3 separate regions of the Mus musculus genome follow, and regions 1 and 2 are each linked to region 3. Evidence: chromatin contacts called from public HiChIP or PLAC-seq and capture Hi-C data. All regions are on one chromosome and are shown on one strand. Each heading gives the region's core, a stretch centred on a gene start, on an enhancer-like site or on the middle of the called end of the contact. The rest is flanking DNA. Distances are from core to core; before and after follow the strand shown.

Region 1 (3,229 bases), core at 294-2,793, 1.5 Mb after region 3:
CAGTTAGGGGAACAGGATCCACAGGCAGGCAACAGATTCAGGGACAGCCCCCACTCCAGTTGTTGGGGGACTCACATGAAGATCACAAGTTGCACACTCTACTACATATGTGTGGACAGCCTAGGTTCAGCCCATGCTCTTTGGTTCGTGGTTCAGTCTCTGCTGAGGGTCCCCAGAGGTCCAGGTTACTTGACTCCATTGGTCTTCCTATGGAGTCTCTATCCTCTTCAGCCTCTTCAGATCACTCAATCCTTCCCTAACTCTTTCACAAGACTCCCTAGGTTCCGTTTACTGTTTGGCTGTGGGTATCTGCATCTGTCTCCTGGACAGACTGCTGTCTGGAGCCTCTCAAAGGACAGTTATGCTAGGCACTTGTCTGCAAGCATAAAAGAATATCATTAATAGTGTTAGGGATTGGTTCTTTTTTTTTTTTTTTTTTTTAAGATTTATTTATTGTATGTGAGTACACTGCAGATGTCTTCAGACACAACAGAAGAGGGCATCAGATGATCTCATTATGGATGGTTGTGAGCCACCAAGTGGTTGCTGGAATGTGAACTCAGGACTCTTAACCACTGAGCCATCTCTCCAGCCAGCCCCAGGGATTGGTTCTTGCCCCTGGGATGGGTCTTAGTTTGGGCCAGTCATTGGTTGCCCATTCTTTAGATGGAATCATTTAATTGGGACTTGCTTACAGTTTCAGAGGGTGAGGTGCATGGCTGCAGGCAGGCAGGCAGGCATGCCACCAGACCAGTAGCTGAGACCTTCATCCTCATCCATAGGCAAGACACTGAGAGGGCAGGACTTGGGCCTGGTGAGGGCTTTTGAAACCTCAAAGCTACTCCCAGTAAGAAACCTCCTTTAACAAGACCATCCTTCCTAATCTTTCCTAAGTTCCACCAACTGGGAAACCAAACATCCAAATATATAAGCCTATGGGGACATTTTTCCTTCTTGTAGTTCTAAGTACATGTCAATTCACTTATAAGGGATAAGACTACATAAATAAAGTAACGGATAATATTGGGGATTTTTAAAAGTCATACTCCCGAGATATTTGCCTTAGTAAAGTTAGTTGGTTCTATACATTTAGCAGAAGATGGGTTTGTTTTTGTTTTGTTTGTTTGTTTCTCATTTCTGGTTATTATTTAGTAGAAGTTCTTTCTAGCAAAGCTACAGTTGGTTTTAAAGTTTGAGAAAGAAGAAGAAAGGAGGAAAAGCAAGCTTATTGCAGAAATAAGCCATTTCTGGACTGGGTTCTCTTGCACACAGACTTTGGTTGTTCTCCTCAGATAGCTAATAGGGAATTACTTGAAAGGACCAGTTTAGGATGCATTCTGAAAGCATAAGGTATTGTTTATGGTGACAGGAGCTGAGCCTCTGTGGCCCTCATCGTCAGTCAATGCCAAGCACCCACCCAGGCATTTCTGACTTGCAGGCATTCCCATCGAGTGTCTGGGAGATGGATGGGTCCCTTAGGAAGGGAGAAGCTCCTGTTTCCACAGCTCTGTGGAGCCTCCCTCATCTCTTCTTAGTATAGCCTGCTATTGACTTAAAATACCAACACAGTTAATCATTATCCAGGAAAGACAACACTGAAGCAAGTGTCCTAGAACAGTGATCTTTAAAATTACAGGAGGGAAAATGAAGACAGTCTCTGCTAGAACTGAAAATCTTGCATTAGAAGTTAAAGTCTTGATTTAAAAAATTAAAATTTAATATCCACTATAGATAAAATAAGGCTTCTGTATTTTTACCAGGCTTGAGTAGGAATTTAAGATAGAAAACTTAGGATTATTGTAACATATTTTTATTTTATATGTATGGGTGGTTTGCTTGTGTGCACTGTGTCTTTTGTCTGCAGAGGCCAGAAGGTGGCATTTATATATAGAGTTACAGACAGCTGTGTTTCACTGTGAGTGCTGGGACTTGAACCCTAGCCTTCTGGAAGAACAGTCAGGTCTCTTAACCACTAAACCATCTCCCCAGCCCCTGCTGATGAAATTATAATCAAGTACTTGATGAACATTTTAGATTTTGAAACTCTTAATTTCTCATGCTTTTTACATGCTTTTTAATAGGGAGCCATATTAACTATGTGTAAAATAATTATATGAAACAAGTTATATATACCAAACAAATTACATGTGCAAACATCTCTCCCTGGGAAGTAAAGCCCAGTTGCTAATCCCGAGGCCTTCTGGTAAGAGCCACTAGTTCCATACCCACACAATTTTTCTACATTTTAAGTCATAACCTATCCATAAAGTTGACTAATTTGTGAGGTTATAAATAACACTGGTAGGAAATAAAAAAAAACACTTCAGTTACTTATGTATTCTGCCTGGAGTCAAACAGTTAATGGGCTTTTTACAAAGAATACCAAATAGACTCTAATGAATTTATTTGTATGTTGCTCTAATAACTGAGTACTTCACCTGCTAGGTAATTGACCTCTGAAGAAATTAATTATAAAGAATGAGACTTGTGCTGGGTGTTTGGGATTCATCTTTTGTGCGTGTGTTGTTGAGAACTGAAGGGCAATAGCATTTTCCTGAATCATGAACTTCTCTTTTTAGATTTACCTCCTCTAATAGTCTCTCCCATGATCCTCTGCTGCTCGAATGGTCTGATCTTGAGAATGAGGGCAGAAGCTTCATTTTTATCAGAAAATAATAATCTCAATTGTCTTGGCCCATTTGTGCTTCGTCTTGCGATCTCTCCGAAGAAGGAAGGCTGTACTGCTCAACTTGGCTTCCTGATTGTTTATACTGTGTGGTATTCGTCAATATTATCAATTACTCTTGTGCATTTTAAAACATAAGATTTGGTTTGGAGTCAGTGGTTTGCTTACAGAATAGACCACTTCCAAGGGATCCTGCCTCAGAGTACTGTGTGTTTACTTTTCCCGGTTCATTCTCTTTTCTCTATCCCCCCATTACGTAATCCCGTACATTACAGTTGTGGTCCAGCTAATTTTTAAGCTTGCTCTTTATGATATTTAGTACTGGAGAGACCTCTGAAAATATGGAGGTTATACATAGGGAACTGCTGGTGTGATTTGCTGCTATTCAAGGTATATAGTTCCTGGTTTCCCATATATCTAAGCTAGAACGTTCACATTGGTCTGCGATTTGCATTAGGCAGAAGTCACACATTTTATTGATCTGCATGTTGAGTGAATGTGCACAGGGCTTTGATGTGTTCTATTGAAATGTTGAATATATGT
Region 2 (3,296 bases), core at 126-2,625, 1.3 Mb before region 3:
TAGGCTATTGCTGTGGTAAACTAATATGATTTCATATGCCTACAAAAGAGAGTGTTAAGCTTTTCTGCATGTTTGCCAAGTATTTGATGAAAACTTAATTTTCAGTATGATGATAGTGTCCCTTTGACATGAACATGTAAGATGTCACGGCTGCCTTCTGAAGCAAACCTATCAATAGCAGCCCAGAATATGAATTCATAACAGAAGAAAACAACTTCTTGATTTAACACATGTCAAAATAATAGATTCCTACAGGCATGTTGGTTCATGTAAACATATTTCCAGTTTATTATAAATATGGAAAACCCACAATATAAAAGTCCAAATCACTATGATCTATGATGTGAATTGCTCCTAGAAAAGGTCTCAATTTCATTAGGTTGCACCTTGCAGTTTGTTTGTTTGTTTGTTTTCTATTACATACTTAACTTTCTTGTGTTAATTGTTGATCTATTGCTGTGAAGAGACACCAGATCAAGGTAACTCTAAGAAATTATTTAACTGGGGGCTTGCTTACAGTTTTAGAGATATAGTCCATGATTATCATGGCAGGAAGCACTCAGGCATGGCAGTAGAATGTTAACTAAGATCCACAGACAAAGGCAGAGACTGGGCCTAGAATGGGCTTTTGAACTCTTAAGTTTCCCTCAGTGACACATCTCTGCAACAAAGCCACACCTAATCCTTCCCAAACAATTTTATCAGCTTGGAACTAAACATTAAAATACATGAGACCATGGGGCCATTCTCATTCAAACTACTACATTCAGCTCCCTGGCCCCCATAGGCTTCTAGTCATATCAGAATGTAAAATGCATCAGCCAACTTCAAAAGTCTCCATAGTCTTTTATTTTCAAGACAGCTTACAATACCAAAGTCCTGAGTGTCCTTGAGACTTAAGCCTATTTCTTAATTGTAAAACCCCATAAAAACAAAAAGCAAAATGCTGACCACATACTTCCAACATACAGTGGTACAGAATATACATTACCATTTCAAAGGGGAGGAGCAGGAACTTATTAATGAAGCACTGGACCAAAGCAAGGCTGAAATCCAGTAGGACAAACTCCTAATGTCAAAGGGCTGAGTAGATAGCTCTTCATATCTCCCACACTTCCCAGATTTGCTGATAGAAACACACTTAACAATCTTGGGCTGGTTCCACATCCTGCCTGGAGCTTCTCTCCTTGGCAGATACAACATACTGTGACTTTTCCAGCACTGGTAGATCTCCATCACAATCCATCCTTTACATTCACAGCTTTACACAATGGCTTTCCTGGACTTTCCTGCAAAGACCTACTGCCATGAACCTTTACTTTAGTAATAGCTTTCCTAAACCGTGGAACATTCCACAATACCTTTCCTGTGTCCCACTTAATTCTAAAGCCAAAGCTACATAGCTGAAGCTGCCAACTTCTCCTGCCTGCTGGAGCTGGAACCTGTCCCCTCCTTGAATTACATTTGCATAAGCTTTCCATTGTTGTTTAGGACAAAGAAAACTTTCAGGTCTTTGTTTTCCTTGGTCACAGGATTAGGTTATTGGGGTCTTGCCCAGAGGTTTCTACTCCCTTTTTTCTATCCAGCATCAGGCCTTTAAGCTTCTTCCATGAATAAGCTCCAGTACCAAATGTCTTGCTTCTCTTTTTCTCCCCAAACTTTACATTTTGAATTTCTCTTTGTCTTGTTTGTTTCTCTTCACTGTAGATGTGCATAAGAATGAATAAAATCACTACTTGGCACAATTAATATTAGGCTGTCTTGAAGTCTCCTCTGCCAATGATATTAGTAGAAAATTCCATTTTACCACAGGTGGATTTGTTGGCAGAAAGTAGCCACATTCTCTGCCAAAGTATAGGGAGAGTGCACTCTAATCCAGTTGATACTCTTCTTTTCACCAGTGCCTATGTAGTCCAAATTGTCCTCAGCACTATTTTTCATGCTTTTATGACCTAGGCCCATTATGCCCCACTTATTATTTAACCAACTTTTCTTGTCCAAAGTTCCAAGGTCTTCCAAACAACTGTATCAGTTATACCTCTATACCTTCATCACTTTTTAAGTGTATTTATCCTCTAATTTTTTGCTTTATGTGTGTTTTCTACAAAATCTTACATATGCTTACTTATCAAGGCACTAATGACAAGTTTATATTTCAGTCTTTATTTTTCCCTGAAAATGCAAAGACCTCACAATTTTTCCATATTTTCTTCTCTGATATTAATCTAGGCTCATTTTCTGTTAGTTTCTTAGGGAGAATAAGAAAAAATGTTAGCATTTTTGACTGGTTTTATAGGTAAAATCTATTTAGTACATGCATGTAGAAGAGTACAGGTGTGTGCTTACACTAGCACATGTGTGGAAAATAGAGGACACCATTTGAGAGTTTTCTTCTGTCTCCTTGTGAGACCCAGGGACTGAATTTGTGTCTGCAGGCCTCCACATAAGTACCTCTACCCAGTAAGCCTTCTCTTTGGGCCTAATCATTCTTTTTCCAATTTTTCTACTTTACTTATGCTTTGTTCATTTATTATTAATTTATTCACATTTGTTGGAATCAACAAATAGTACTTCTGACTTTATAAATGAATGCTAAAGTTGATTAGATATTGTTCAGATATTACTTAGCAATGCCTCCACTTTATGGGAGAATGAATCCACTTCTCATGACTGCTCTAGGCAATTACTAGAAACGTGTTGGTTCAAAAAAGAAAGAGAGAGAGAGGGAGAGAGAGAGAGACAGAGAGAGAGAGAGAGGGGGAGGGAGGGAGGGAGGGAAGGAGGGAGGGAAGGAAGGAAGGAAGGAAGGAAGAAAGAAAGAAAGAAAGAAAGAAAGAAAGAAAGAAAGAAAGAAAGAAAGAAAGAAAGAAAGAAAGAAAAGCAATGTATCTTGTCACATACCTAGAGAGGAGAAATTTAAACTCAGCATTGAGTGACAGTGCACAGGGAGCATCCGTAATCTGGCTTTTCTCTCTACTCCTGGCTGCCAACATTCTTAGTGTTCCTGGCTTGTGGCCATACCACCATATTCCATCACTGTGTGTGTCTCCAGTCTCTCAGGTTTCTATCTTAAAAGGCCATTTGCAGTAACAGAGCTCATCTGGCTTTCCAGTATAATTTCCCCATGTCAAATCGTTGATTTAATCATATTTTCAAAGATTCTGTTACTATAACTTTCTGAGATGAGAATTTGACATGTTTGGGTGACATAATCTAACATTATAGAGAAGTATGTTGTGCTTTCATAAACATTGGATTTCACCTAAAGATTGACTCTTTAGTTGTGGACATGAACA
Region 3 (2,994 bases), core at 134-2,633:
CTGAGTGCTTTCTCAACAAGGCCAACAACACAACTTTTAACTAACGTTAGGAAGAGACTGCATCCCCAAAGGCAAGTGACACAAACTGCAAACCTTAGACAACCTTGAAGTGGCCCTAGACCTTGAAGTCTGGTTCTCTTATGCCCTCCAGGACTCTCACCTCTGAGAACTTCACCATGCCCTAGTGAAAGCATGAAATAGAACAAAGACAATACGCCATCCACTCTCAAAGAGCAGCCCACCACCTCACGGCCCACCACCTCCTAGGGGTTTAATAAATACTAAGACTGATGAGCTGTGCAGATGAGCGAAACCTGACTGCAGTGAATTTAAGTAATAAGAGTAGATTTTCACACTAAAGTAAAACATAGTTGAATATTTTCTTTTCTTTTCCATCGTGAAACTGGTTCTTTCCCATAGGACGTAGAGGATGTGATGCTTAAAGGCAGCTGTTTTGAAATTTTTTGCTTCAGACCATCTTGCACTAGGGAAGACACAGTGGGTTAAAGCAAACAAACGAACACCACCGAGTTCCCAGAGCAGCATGGTGCCCCGGTCATCTAGGATAGAAATGTAACAGTTAGCTTTATTTTCTACTACTTTAACTCAACCAAGATTACTCAGGCTGGAGCCATGCTAAGGCACCATGTTATCAATGGAAACACGCAAACATCTGTGGCTAAGGCGTGTCTACCTTATTCATCTTTTACTCATCCTGATCCATTATCTATTTTCAGTTAAAAATCATTAAAATCCAGCATGCAAGAATCTAAACACAGAACAAAAAGAACCTATTTTTCCCATGGGGGCAGTGAGCAGATGTCAATAGCTGCAGCTGTGACTATATAATTACCTGTTTGCATTAACACGGACCACAGTTTAGATTTAATAGGTCAGATGACAATACAGCAAAATGCATGGAGCCTATGATTACCCCTTTCCAAACATTCTCTCACTCACAACTTCGACCCTGGGAACATAGCAGCCACAGACTTAGGTCAATAAGAAACACTGGCCAGCACAATAGGCCTTGCCTCAAACAGTGCTGTTGACAGACAGCAGCACAAAGGAAATGAATAGAGCCCCCTCAGTTCTCACACAGAGCGCAGAGTGACTCAGTGCACTGCTGCTTTGCTGCTCTGTTTGAACAGTGTATACAGCTTTTGTCCTCAGCCACTGTTCACAGCTCAATGGGGGCTAAAGAGCCTAGGAAGTGAAGGCGGAAGAATGCTGCACACTTGTCCCCTTGGCCAGCAGTTGTACCCATATGTACATGACAGGTCAAGAGAGAGCTGGGAAGTCAGTAGGTAAGACTTCTTACCCCAGTGAAGTCAGTTTTGCATTAAAATAGAGCTAGGGCCAAACAGTCCAGTCACTGAGTTTGGTGCTGACAGGGTACTGAGTCAAGCACTGTTGTTGCTCTTTTATACTTCTTTCGTTTCTGTCATACTTCTCTTATGAATCACTTACAACCCCCCCATCTCCTCTCATCCCCCTCCCCCATCGCCTCTCATCCCCCCCATCTCCTCTCATCCCCCTCCCCCATCTCCTCTCATCCCCCTCCCCCATCTCCTCTCATCCCCCTCCCCAAGCTTCTGTTAAGTACAAAGAGAAGTCTGGACTGGCTCAAAGAAGAGAAGCGAAGTAGGCCGTGTGCCAGTAGAGAATGCAGGAACAGGGCTGAAGGCCATTGAGAGGGCAAGGTTCTGGTAGTGCTCTGAGGCCGCCCCAGACTGGCAGAAGCCTTTCTGGTCTGTTTTTTACATGTATGTTAACATGCCCCAAGCACATGCACGCCTCTCTTCCTGCATCTTTCTTAGGTTAATCGGGTATAAAACTAAAGCACCTAAGTCAGAAGTCAAACAGCGTCACTACAGACCAACGGCTTCCATTGACTTAAACGGCTTGCTTGACAAAGGCCAAGAAACTCCAGCTAGATCAAAGCACCAACTCACGTCCTAAGTAAATGTCCCTTCCCTAACCAAAGATGTCTTGGGAGGTTTATCTGAACTTAAGCATGCATGCTGTAGGGTTCAACTACACTCTAATCTGGTTCTACCAATTGTCACTTCTGTTATTTCTTCATTTAAAAATTAAGGTCTTAATTTTCCTCATCTGCAATAGACATGTCCAACTATTCAACTATTTCTTTTCTTCCCCTCCTCCCCCCCCCCCCCCCCGGTGATTTTGAGACAGGGTTTTTCTGTGTAGCCCTGGTTGTCCTGGAACTCACTCTGTAGACCAGGCTGGCCTCGAACTCAGAAATTCGCCTGCCTCTGCCTCCTGAGTGCTGGGATTAAAGGCGTGTGCCACCACACCTGGCGTACCAACTATTTCTTAATTTTAAAATGTCACTTATTGAAAGGCTACAGTATTATAATTCAAAATATGCATATACTGTATACTGATAACATCAGGATAATGACTGTCTCCTTTCCAGGCATCATCATCTCTGTGTTAGGAGCCTATAAACATCTCCTGGAGTAATCTGAAGTACATGAAGAGCTGCTGTATACTAGAGGTATGCTAGTGTGCTGTAAAACATTAGTGCAATCTCCTTCATGTGCTTTGCCCACCTTCACGCTCTCTAGCCGCCCCTCCCCCGCCATGGGAGCCTAGCCTCCCCAGCTGCTAGCTACACTCTTACTCTGTGTCAATAAATAATCATTGAGATAATAATAATACCTGCTGCCTTGGCTCCTGTGAGGACAAAAGAGGTTATTATGTGTGACGGACCTAACAGCCTGGCACCAGGCAAGCATTCCTGAAATGTTGTCTGCAAGTTTAACCCCAATTGCTACTAGGACCACTTTCAAATTCTACAGCTAGTGTTAACAATCACATCCTCTTGCACCTCCTCAGCCAAGGGACTAATGCATTCATGACCCAACAGGAAATGTATTTCCAGATGACTGAGATTGCTACATCTTGTGTCCATGAAGATATTCATTTACTAAGAGACTGTTTTCTGCTAGTAAACTGATTCCAGTTTTA

Evidence for each region. HiChIP or PLAC-seq counts read pairs in DNA pulled down with a chosen protein or histone mark. Capture Hi-C pulls out chosen DNA fragments and counts their contacts.
Region 1: a FOXA1 HiChIP or PLAC-seq map of pancreatic cancer cells shows a contact between it and region 3. The contact joins two enhancer-like sites. A contact is called at or near these places in 1 of 115 datasets of contacts at active chromatin or transcription factors (pancreatic cancer cells) and 1 of 9 other capture datasets (embryonic tail).
Region 2: a contact with region 3 is called in a capture Hi-C map of embryonic stem cells, with 3 times the contacts expected there. The contact joins two enhancer-like sites. A contact is called at or near these places in 1 of 115 datasets of contacts at active chromatin or transcription factors (astrocytes) and 2 of 9 other capture datasets (embryonic stem cells and embryonic tail).

What each region holds. Positions count from the first base shown.
Region 1 is chr3:10,377,313-10,380,541 of GRCm38.p6, forward strand. The region is part of intron 1 of Chmp4c (charged multivesicular body protein 4C); the gene reads left to right. Among named protein-coding and RNA genes, the nearest start is that of Chmp4c, 12 kb to the left of the region's middle. Within about 2 kb of position 1,544, at least 10 of the 459 cell types and tissues checked have an H3K27ac peak or open chromatin away from gene starts, as enhancers often do. A contact at or near this core is called in pancreatic cancer cells, where this site is marked.
Region 2 is chr3:7,578,241-7,581,536 of GRCm38.p6, forward strand. All of the region lies in intron 2 of Il7 (interleukin 7), which reads right to left. Among named protein-coding and RNA genes, the nearest start is that of Gm16685, 33 kb to the right of the region's middle. Within about 2 kb of position 1,376, at least 11 of the 459 cell types and tissues checked have an H3K27ac peak or open chromatin away from gene starts, as enhancers often do. A contact at or near this core is called in embryonic stem cells, where this site is marked.
Region 3 is chr3:8,865,293-8,868,286 of GRCm38.p6, forward strand. The region is part of intron 2 of Mrps28 (mitochondrial ribosomal protein S28); the gene reads right to left. Among named protein-coding and RNA genes, the nearest start is that of Gm52600, 33 kb to the right of the region's middle. Within about 2 kb of position 1,384, at least 132 of the 459 cell types and tissues checked have an H3K27ac peak or open chromatin away from gene starts, as enhancers often do. A contact at or near this core is called in embryonic stem cells and pancreatic cancer cells, where this site is marked.